2 separate regions of the Arachis hypogaea genome follow, and region 1 is linked to region 2. The links are chromatin contacts, called in public Hi-C maps. All regions are on one chromosome and are shown on one strand. The core of a region is the stretch at or near the end of the contact, and the rest is flanking DNA. Distances in the headings are between cores, read along the strand shown. Region 1 holds the start of LOC112766547 (ribonuclease 3-like protein 2). Region 2 holds the start of LOC140181019 (KIN17-like protein).

Region 1 (5,261 bases), core at 1,947-4,446, 260 kb after region 2:
TTACTTTGTTTGGATGAATTTTGATTTCGTTGATATTTACTGCTTCATTTTTTATCTTGTTCCAATAGAATGCTATTCAAGAAGTGTTTCACTATATTTTGCAACTTATGTGTTCTATGAGATTTTCATTGATAGAGTGATCTTGGCATGATATAAAATGGTAAATGAATACTTATAATACTTGAATAAGCTTTTCTCTCAAGAACCTTATTGTCTTGTTCCTTTTTCCCCTCTTTGGAACTAATAGAACAATGTGAATATACATAAATATTACATGCTAGTTAATGTTGCATCCTTGTATTGTAGGATGCAAAATAATACTATAATATAATATAATATAATATCTTATATTTGGTTGTCTAATAAAAGCTCTTGTATTGTAGGTTGCAACCTTTATAGTTCAGAAAATTCTTTTGGATGATGTGGGTTTGGATTATGTTTGTACCACAGCGGAACGCTTTTTTGCAGTAGGTCGAGTTCTGGGGAACATGGTGGCAGCTCTGGCTGAGCAACCCTCATCTCGCCTTTTGAAGCACATTATTCGTTGCTATCTTCGTCTATCCGATAATCGGAGGTTGGATAAGTAGAGTGCAACTTCCATGATCTTTTAGTGTTGCTGTTCTCAACCTTCCTATCTCTAATTTCCCTGTTGTGGCTGCTTTTATTTGTTCAAAGTTTCTAACAAAACTGGCTTTCCATTAAAGCAGGGCTTGTGATGCACTAAGAAGCTGTCTTCCGGAGATGTTAAGAGATGCTACTTTTAATACCTGCCTTCGTGTAAGTACTACTTATGGAATTAATATGCATATGATTTAGTAAAATGTGTTTGGGTTGCTTGATCAATTTAGTCATAGATTGAACCCTTGAAGAGAAAAGAGTAGTAACTAGAAAAAGTTAGTTATGTACATGTACTTACTCATGGGTACATTTCGCCGACTCGCTCTCTTTCACTACTGGATGTAGCTTGGGAGGGCGAGTTGACTTGGTGTACGAAAAAACTCTCTTCATGGGATTCTCGGTTCCAAAGCTAATGATTCTTTCATTGGACCTTATAGTATGTTTTCATGATGTGTTGCTGGTTTCATGTACTCAGGAAGACCAAACAACTAGGAGGTGGCTACAGCAGTTGCTTCACAATGTTGGAGTGAATAGGGTTCCTCCACTACAAGCCGGAGCAGGATTCGATCATAATATGATGGTGGCGTGAGGACGAGTTCTCGCTTCATCACGGGTCTTCGATATCACCCTTGATGGCCCATTTATGAAACTTGAGAGATAAGTTTTGCAAACAGTGATGATTTTGTATCTAGTCATATGGTGGTTCTTTTGGTTTGGAAAGGTTGTAGTAGTGGTAATATTTTAGTAGACTTTTTAGGTGGTGGTTTCTTTCTATACTCCACAATGATGATTTCTTACAGAGTTGTTTGAGTTGTTCAATTCAGCATCCTGTGAGATTTCCTGCTGACTTTATTATCCAGTAAGATTTTATCCAATAAAATATCGGATGCTTTTTTTTTTTTTGAAAAATTGAGCATTATTCTTGAAGGAGATATATATATATATATATTTTTTTCAGCCTAAGAGTTGGTGTGGTTGCAACTTGAGGTTTTTGAAGAGAAGATAGGAAGGGAGAGTTTAAACTGAGTATATACTCAAATAGGGTCGCTAAGGAATTTCGTGTTGGATATTTTCGTCTCCAAAAAAATAAATTTATTATGTTCAAGTTCCTAAACTTTATAAACGTAAGATATATACTCAAATAGGGTCGCTAAGGAATTTCGTGTTGGATATTTTCGTCTCCAAAAAAATTAATTTATTATGTTCAAGTTCCTAAATTTTATAAACGTAAGACATATAAATCTTTCTATCATACTTTTGAGAATTTATTTGTCCAAATAAAACCAATGAATTTAACTAGGATTTATCTTATATAAAATTTAGGGATCTTAACTTAATAAAATTAAGGTCAGAGACAAAAATATCTTATGCGAAATTCTTTAGAAATCTATTTGGATATATACTCTTAAACGTTTCTTCAATGAATCACAATATTTTGCTGACTTGTTGTCCATGTATCGAACATATTTAAAACATGACATTTATTCAACATGTATATCATTATGTCCAAAATATTTTTGGATAATTTAGATATATCCAAATATGATCAACTAACATCATATCTAATTTTATTTTTGAATTCTAGACATATATTTGTAAAATAAAATTTAAAATAGTATGTATTATTAATTATCAATAAATATTAATATATTATTATAATTTTTCTTCAAATTCTTTATTTATAGATCTAACAAAAATTTAAAATTAACATGTCAATGTATTTCATATACGAGCTTTGTAGTTAATAACAAAATAATAATTAAATTTATCTTTGTAATTATTTTTTTAAGTAAAAAATTTAAATATTTAAAATTTTTAAAAATAGTCAAGACTATAATCCAAGACTCGCAATTATTTTTCTTGCCTCTGTATAACAAGGCTCATAGTTGATGGCTTTGGTCTGCTCATAAGCAATAAATATCAACCCAACATTAAATGAGTTTTTAATTTTGATATTAAATTTATAGTAGTATTTTTTAATAATGTATGAAATTTAGTATGTTTTTTTTTTCATATAAAGATCATAAATCTGACCGTTTAATTTGTGAAGTTTAATTTTTTTTTTTAAAAGACAAAATTTATCATCTAATTTGTAAAGTGACACAAAATCTATCTTTTAATTTGTAAAATAATACAAAATTTATCCTTTGATTTGTGAAGTAATACAAAACCTATCTTTTGATTTGTATTTTGTTTTTTTTTTTTTATTTTTAAAATGCAAAATCTATTCTCCAATTTGTATTTCAGTATTAAAATTTTTTTAAATGTATAATACACACTACTTCTTCATAACAAAAAATAACACAATAATAATTTTCATATAAAAAAATCGTCACATTGTTAAATAAATAAATAAAGAAGAGATAACAAATATAAAATATAAAAATATAATTAGATAATTTCCGTAGTAATTTTTACTAAAATTACTATATCAATATAATAGATATAATCATGTATTTAATAATACTAAATAAAGTGTTGGTGGGTCCCCACCCTCAAGTGGGACCCACAACCTTTTAAAACAAAAAAAAAATATAGAAAAATAAATAAATAAAAGAAAGTGGCCTAATAGCCACGAGAGAGGGAGAGAGAGTTTGAAGCCTCCCTTTTCAAAAGAAAAGAAAGAAGGAAACAGAAAGCACGCCGTCGAAGGAGAAGAGAAATTGGGGAAAAAGGGCAAGCCAATCTTGATCACATTGACTTGGTAAACTTGCTCCATTTCTTATGAAATTTTAGTATGTTATTCCTGGTGTAGAGATGAACATTAGGATATAACTTGCTAGTTGTATTGCCTTCTCTTTTATCTGATTTGAAATACCCACTTTTGTGGAGGGTTTATGTTGATTCCACCAGTTTTGGTGATGTATTCTGTTGATTGTTGAGATGCCCTAGTGTCACTAGGAAGACTGTTTGTGTACCCATTATTCTGATAGTGGAAGATTTTTCTGGACTAGGTCCCGTGGATTTTTTGTCCCTCCTTTGGGGGTTTTCCCACGTTAAAATTCTGGTGTCTGATTATTTAATTTCTGCCATTATATTTGCTGCTTGGAGTATCTTTGGTGTTGCCTATTTAATTGTACAGGTTGTGGGAAAATTATTTTTGGTGCTTCCGCTGTTAGACAGGTTCTTGTTTTGAACCTTTTGTTGAGATTTTCCCAACAAAGTGGTATCAGAGCCGATGGTTTAATCGGCCTGGTTTTAAGGAGTATTCAAGGTGAAGCATCGAAAGTCTTTCCAGCAAAGGTGGTCCGGGCGGCGTGTCCCGTGGTGTTTTGCGGCGGTATGATGGACGAATACTCGTGGTGGTGGAGGAGCTAGAAAGAGGGGGAGTTGGTGCTTGATGTGGATGCTCACACTTGAGGGAAAAATTGTTAGTATTGCAAGTGTGAGGAGTGTTGAAGTTAGTCCCACATCAAAGAAAGCATGGAAGAGTGAGGAGTTTATAAGATGAGAGACCCATTAACTTGACACCTTAAGGTTTTGAGTTGGATGTGGTGTCTTCTCATCTTATGTTCTCTCACTTGATTCCTCCCCGAATTCTCTCCGGTGGTCGAGAGCTCTCCACGGTTGGCCCAACAAGTGGTATCAGAGCTTTGGTTGTTTATTTCTGTGCTGATTATATGTTGTATAGTAAGGACTTGTATGATCCTGTGGAGAGAGATAAATCCAAAGGTACTAAATCCGATGCTGAATGGAAGAAGCTGAATCGGAAGGCAGTTGCTTTGATTAGGCAATGGCTTGATCTTAGTGTGTATCCACATGTTGACACCTTAAGGTTTTGAGCTGGATGTGGTGTCTTCTCATCTTATGTTCTCTCACTTGATTCCTCCCCGAATTCTCCCCGTGGTCGAGAGCTCTCCACGGTTGGCCCAACAAGTGGTATCAGAGCCGATGGTTTAATCGGCCTGGTTTTAAGGAGTATTCAAGGTGAAGCATCGAAAGTCTTTCCGGCAAAGGTGGTCCGGGCGGCGTGTCCCGTGGTGTTTTGCGGCGGTGTGATGGACGAATACTCGTGGTGGTGGAGGAGCTAGAAAGAGGGGGAGTTGGTGCTTGATGTGGAGGCTCACACTTGAGGGAAAAATTGTTAGTGTTGCAAGTGTGAGGAGTGTTGAAGTTAGTCCCACATCAAAGAAAGCATGGAAGAGTGAGGAGTTTATAATATGAGAGACCCATTAACTTGACACCTTAAGGTTTTGAGTTGGATGTGGTGTCTTCTCATCTTATGTTCTCTCACTTGATTCCTCCCCGAATTCTCCCCGGTGGTCGAGAGCTCTCCACGGTTGGCCCAACATAAAGTATATAAGAGAGAGAAGAGAAGAGTACGAAGAAGAGAAAATGAAGAATGTTATATTCTTATTATTGTTGTATTACTTCAATCGTTGCTTTTACTATTTATACAGATAAGAAGCTTTTGATTTCAACCTTCATTAAATTTAAATATGCCTTGAATAGGAAATATTAGCCGCCCAGTTTCATAAATGGGCATTTAATTCTTTCTTATCACAATACTCTCCCTTGGATGCCCATTTAAGATTATTGCCTCATTAAAACCTTACTAAAGAAAAAACCCAGTGGGAAAAAAAAACCTTAGTGAAGGAAAAAGAGTACAATATCCTTTGTGATAGGGACTGTCTCATTAAAAA
Region 2 (4,985 bases), core at 583-3,082:
ATATACCCGATATCCGATCCGCAAGTATGCGGATCGGATCGGATCAGATCCAGCCTAAAAAATTGCGGATATCGTATCCGATCCGATCCTATGAGTGCAGTGCGGATCGGATAGAATTTTAAGCTATATCCGATCCGATCCGATCCGTGTGCAGCCCTAGAGAAATGTACTACTTTTATTGTGCACATTTCTTGTACACCTTTCTTTTATGATATAAAAGTCGAATTTTTTATCTTCTCTCACTTTTTATCGATGGCGTTTATTTGGTATATAAGAGAAGTGTATACAGAGTAGTGCATATAATATCTCTCAATTGCTATATTTGTGTAGCTCCTACGACTCGCCTGCTGACCGACTTCATCTCATGTTTTCAACAGTTACCTCTTGATGCTTCCATTGGATTTGTGATGTGAAGGTGCTTTCCAAGTTTATCAAACCGGAGGAAACAAATCACCCGGCGATGATCAACATTTAAGCCCAATCATTCATCACTTCCATTTTAAAATTTTGTAATTGAATATCTTGTATTCTGTTAGTGTTTCATCGGTAGAACAAATTTTGGTATTCTTGACTTGAGTTGTCAAGATATATTTTGTAGATTAACGCAGCAGGGTGTAGTAGATCAAAGGTTCATTTTTGTTTTAATGTATCGAGTTACATGTTACTAATTTTTTGTTCTTATGTAATAAATGTAACTCTTTGATTTTGTTTATTCTTACCTGATGTTTCATCTAATTCTGAGTCATGTTCAATCTTATAAAAGGGGAAGTATAGATTCTGAAAATAACTGAGTGGCATCAACGCTTCTCTAAGTCGTCCCGTTCCATACTACATGGTATATACAGATTAGCGTGAAGATCTATCTTAATCAGCTCATGAAATTTCATAAACTATGCATGAAAAAGTGTAGTTTGGACACACCAAATAAACCTTTTAAATTTGAGTAAGAAATTCTCATATTCTACAGTTTATATCTTAATATAATGATGCAGAAGAAAAGAAATTCATAATCATAACCTTCTTCATATGCATAACCTTTTTTCTTCATATGTGCAACTGATACAAGAATAATCGAATGTATATACATGTAAGTAGAACAACACCACCTCAACCTTGTGAACATTGAACCGTTACGTTCTAAAATTAAGAAGTTCATTACTTGCACGTATAACATTGTAGTTTGGAGCTTACAATCACCATCTCCCCGCAATTTTCTTACTACCAGAAAGTAAAAAGATTCTCCATTGCCAATCAAAATTAAGTAGTTCATTAATTGCACGTATAACATTGTAGTTTGGAGCTTACAATCACCATCTCCCCGCAATTTTCTTACTACCGGAAAGTAAAAAGATTCTCCATTGCCAATCAAGCACGCATTCAATCTTTTAACAGGGAAGATTATCGTCATGATTGATCTCATATAGATAAAAAATTACAGACGGATACATAAGAATAAACAATGTTATTCAACCAACTTAACACACAATCACTTGGTTATTATTCTCATCAAACTCATTGTGCTATTTTACAAATGTCTTCATATTCCACTGCTTTGAGTACCCTGCCATCATAGGCACCTTTCTTTATCTGCACCTTTGCACAAAAATGATCCGTATCCACCCCCAAAAGTTTCGCAGTTGATCCACGATATGCACCATTGACAATTTTTACACGGCCCCCAACTTGTGGAATCACAGTTTCAAGCTCTTCCTGATCGACTCTCAGCACATGCTTGCTTTGAAGCATTTCAATTTCCCCAACATATTTGTCAATCACCTTTCTCACCACACCCTTTTGCTTGTAGTACCCCTTCTCTGCCAAGGCCTTGCTCATAAACTTAACAATAATTCCCTCATGCAATCAATAGTCCTTCCTGTTGATTTTCTCCTTTTTCTTCTCCTCTTCCCTAATCAATTCTTCCAAGGTTGACTTTCCTCCACCGCCACTCTCTTTTCTCTTCAAACTATTTCCCAGATTCCTTCCCTCGAATTTATCTTCCTCATCCTCATCAAACACAGCCTTCTTCGATGACTCATGTTTCTCTTTGATCACAGGCTTAGCCGATGCCCCAAGAGAAAATCCTATCTTAACTCCATCTTCCACATTTAGTTCCCTCGGAGCCTCGACCCTTGAAGCCTGATCAGCCTCAGTAGTATCTTACCGTTGCATCAATTGCTCAGCTTTTTCGATCTGTTTCATAATCTCCTTCTCTTGCTTCTCTTCCTCCACCATATCTGCCTTGATCCTCTTATTCTTCATCCTCTCCTTGAAAAGGGTCTCAGAATCTCTATCTATATATGTAATGAACCAACCCTTAGGTGTTTCCTCGACTTTACACTTCCCCGTTCGACCCAAGTACTTCACAAACTCTGTAAGAGTTGCCCACTGAGTGGAGTTCATATGAACATGATGCCTGTCATTGATGTACTCATTATAAACCACGGTGGCAGCAATGCGGCTGAACCGATGGCTGCGCTTCATGTGCTCAAGGAAATATGTCTCAAACTCCTCGGAATAACCCTCGATTATCTGATGTGGGTTTTGGCCAAAAATCTGCATCTGGCGCTGGTGGCTTTCACTCATGCAGTGGCATTTGAACCCATTCTCGTCTCGGCATTGCTTCTGGCACATCTGGCAGTACCACCTAAGCTTCTGCAGCCCTTTTGCCATGATTCGATTGGCGATGGCTTTCCGTGTAAGAAATTCATTTTTCCCCATCGATTATCCGGTTCAAATGTTTCAGACAAAAAAAACTAAAAACTAAAAACAAACAAAAGAAACCCTAATTCAGTGGTTGTCTTCAGATTACAAACATAACAGAGAAATTGAATAATTCGCAATTAGAGTCACATTATAACGGTTGCATTCAAAGAAATATAAAATCTCTAATCCATAGCAATCATAGGGAATTAGAGATATATAAGATTGAGAGAGAGAGAGAGAGAGAGAGAGAGAGAGAGAGAGAGATTCTAAGAACAAACCTGAGAAGGGGGCTTCGAGATGACTTTGATGGCGGTGGCTGGGGGGGCCGAGGATTTGGTTGTGGCGGCGATTGGTGGCGGAGCTCGCGACGGAAAGGGCGGAGGCTGGAACCTGGAAGCTAGATTGGCTACGCGGTCTGTGGATCGTTACTTTTCGTCGTTGATGTCGTGGGTCTGGGCCACTGGGCCTGTTTAATATAAACAACAAGGAGAAGTATAGGAAAAGGATTTATAAACAACTAGCGGGTACTTGTTGACAGGGATGGCAACGGGTAGAGGAGGATAGGGTTTGAACCCAATCCTAACCCTATCTAGTATCCACGACTCAACCCTATCCTATCTGCGGGCTGAAAAATATCCAAACACAACAAAATGAAGAATAGAGCAGTAAAAAAAAGAGTGAACAGAGCAAAGAGCAGTGAGCAGAAAACCAGAAAAAGAGGGCATGAAAAAAAAATAAAAAAAATCGAAGAACAGAAAGTAGTGAGCAGGCAGTGCTGACCTTCGGCGACCAAACTAAGACGACGGCGCGAGTAGAGGGCAGACGAGGACGACGACGAGCAGAAGACAGGCGAAGACGACGAACACCCAGAGTACAGACGAAGACGGTGAGTGAGATGAAGACGAAGCTGTTCGGCGAAGGGGCTAGGGCTTAGTGTGCCAAGGCTTCCATGGTTCGAAGAGGAGAAAGTGAAGGACTGAAGGCTGCTTTTTTCTTTATTTCAACCCTAAACATACAAGATACAACGATACCGTTTATTTGTTTGACCGAAGGTTGCTCTTGCTTTTGAATTGATCTCTCCTTTTTTTTTGTAAATTTTTGATAAATTTAATAGGTAAAGTTTACAAATTTATAAATTTGGTTTCAGTAGTTAGAGCCTTTTCACATACTTAAGGTCCTTGGTTTATTTCCTATATATAATATTTTTAAACATATATAATACATATTATGCAGGTGCGGGTAGGGTTAAGACTCAACCCGCACTCTACCCGCTCCGCACTTAACCCTGTCCGCAGCGAATCGGATTGGCAACCCTATCCACAGCGAATCAGATTGGTAACCCTATCCGACCGGGTTGGGTTGGATTGGGTACCCGCGGATAGGATCCATGTTGCGAGGCCTACTTGTTGAGCCGTTTTTTTATTATTTTAAAGAAATTAATTTTTATAATTTTATTTTTTATTTATAAATGATTAAATAATAAAATAGTTAAGAATTTATAAAAATTTAAAAATGAATATAAAAATTTTATAGGTTATTTAATTTTTAAAATGTATAAAATTTATAAATTTAAATTAAATAAGATATTAAAATTTTTTTAGAATGTATAAGATTTATAAATTTAAATTAAATAAGATATTGAAAATTTTATTATGTTGTTATTATATATAACAAAACTAAGATAAAGATTTACAAAGATTATTTATAATTTAATTATTTATAAACATTATTAAATTTTTTTTAATAATATTTAATTTAAAGTAAAAATAAATTTTTTATGCAATGTTTTCTTTATCTTTATACATATTTTTAATAAATAAAAAATATTTTATTTTTTTTAATTTTATATTCAATTTTTTAAATTATGTTTAGTTTTATTATTTTTTAAAATTATTAATTTATATTTTTATTGTATTATCTCACTATGCTGCGTACTATTCTTTTTTCTTATTATTATTCTTTATACACATAAATTCGGTACAAAACACTACATTAAATAAAAGACATCATTCTTACATTTTATTTTAACTCAATAATATTTTTAAAATAAAATTAAACTTCAACTTTAAGAAAATAAACAAAAAGAATCTTTTGAAGGAGATAACCACAACTTGAAAATTTGAAGATTTTTGTAAAAATATAGATAGATCTCTTTAAATTTTATAAAAATATAGGTAGAATTTAAAATTTAAATTTTATTATATCAAATAAAATTAAAAAATTAGCTCTATATTAATAATTAACAATTTTGAAATGTCATAGTTACTTAATTGTTTCACAAT

What was found. Hi-C and Micro-C count contacts between places; a contact is called where the count stands out from the background.
Region 1: a Hi-C map of leaf shows a contact between it and region 2, with 2.7 times the contacts expected there. The contact joins the promoter of LOC112766547 here to the promoter of LOC140181019 in region 2. A contact is called at or near these places in 2 of 8 Hi-C or Micro-C datasets (both in leaf).

What each region holds. Positions count from the first base shown.
Region 1 is chr17:3,025,841-3,031,101 of arahy.Tifrunner.gnm2.J5K5, forward strand. It overlaps LOC112766547 (ribonuclease 3-like protein 2), which reads left to right and starts at 3,197. Exons shown (of 5, transcript XM_072223184.1): 1 at 3,197-3,322. LOC112766141 reads left to right here. Exons shown (of 9, transcript XM_025812012.3): 7 at 384-574; 8 at 708-777; 9 at 1,094-1,527. The coding sequence ends at 1,207.
Region 2 is chr17:2,768,577-2,773,561 of arahy.Tifrunner.gnm2.J5K5, forward strand. LOC140181019 (KIN17-like protein) reads right to left here and starts at 1,833. Exons shown (of 1, transcript XM_072223282.1): 1 at 1,513-1,833. The coding sequence starts at 1,833. The coding sequence ends at 1,513. It overlaps LOC112764867 (KIN17-like protein), which reads right to left and starts at 3,897. Exons shown (of 3, transcript XM_072223179.1): 1 at 3,484-3,897; 2 at 2,982-3,328; 3 at 1,245-2,760. The coding sequence starts at 2,718. The coding sequence ends at 2,158. It also overlaps the pseudogene LOC112765486.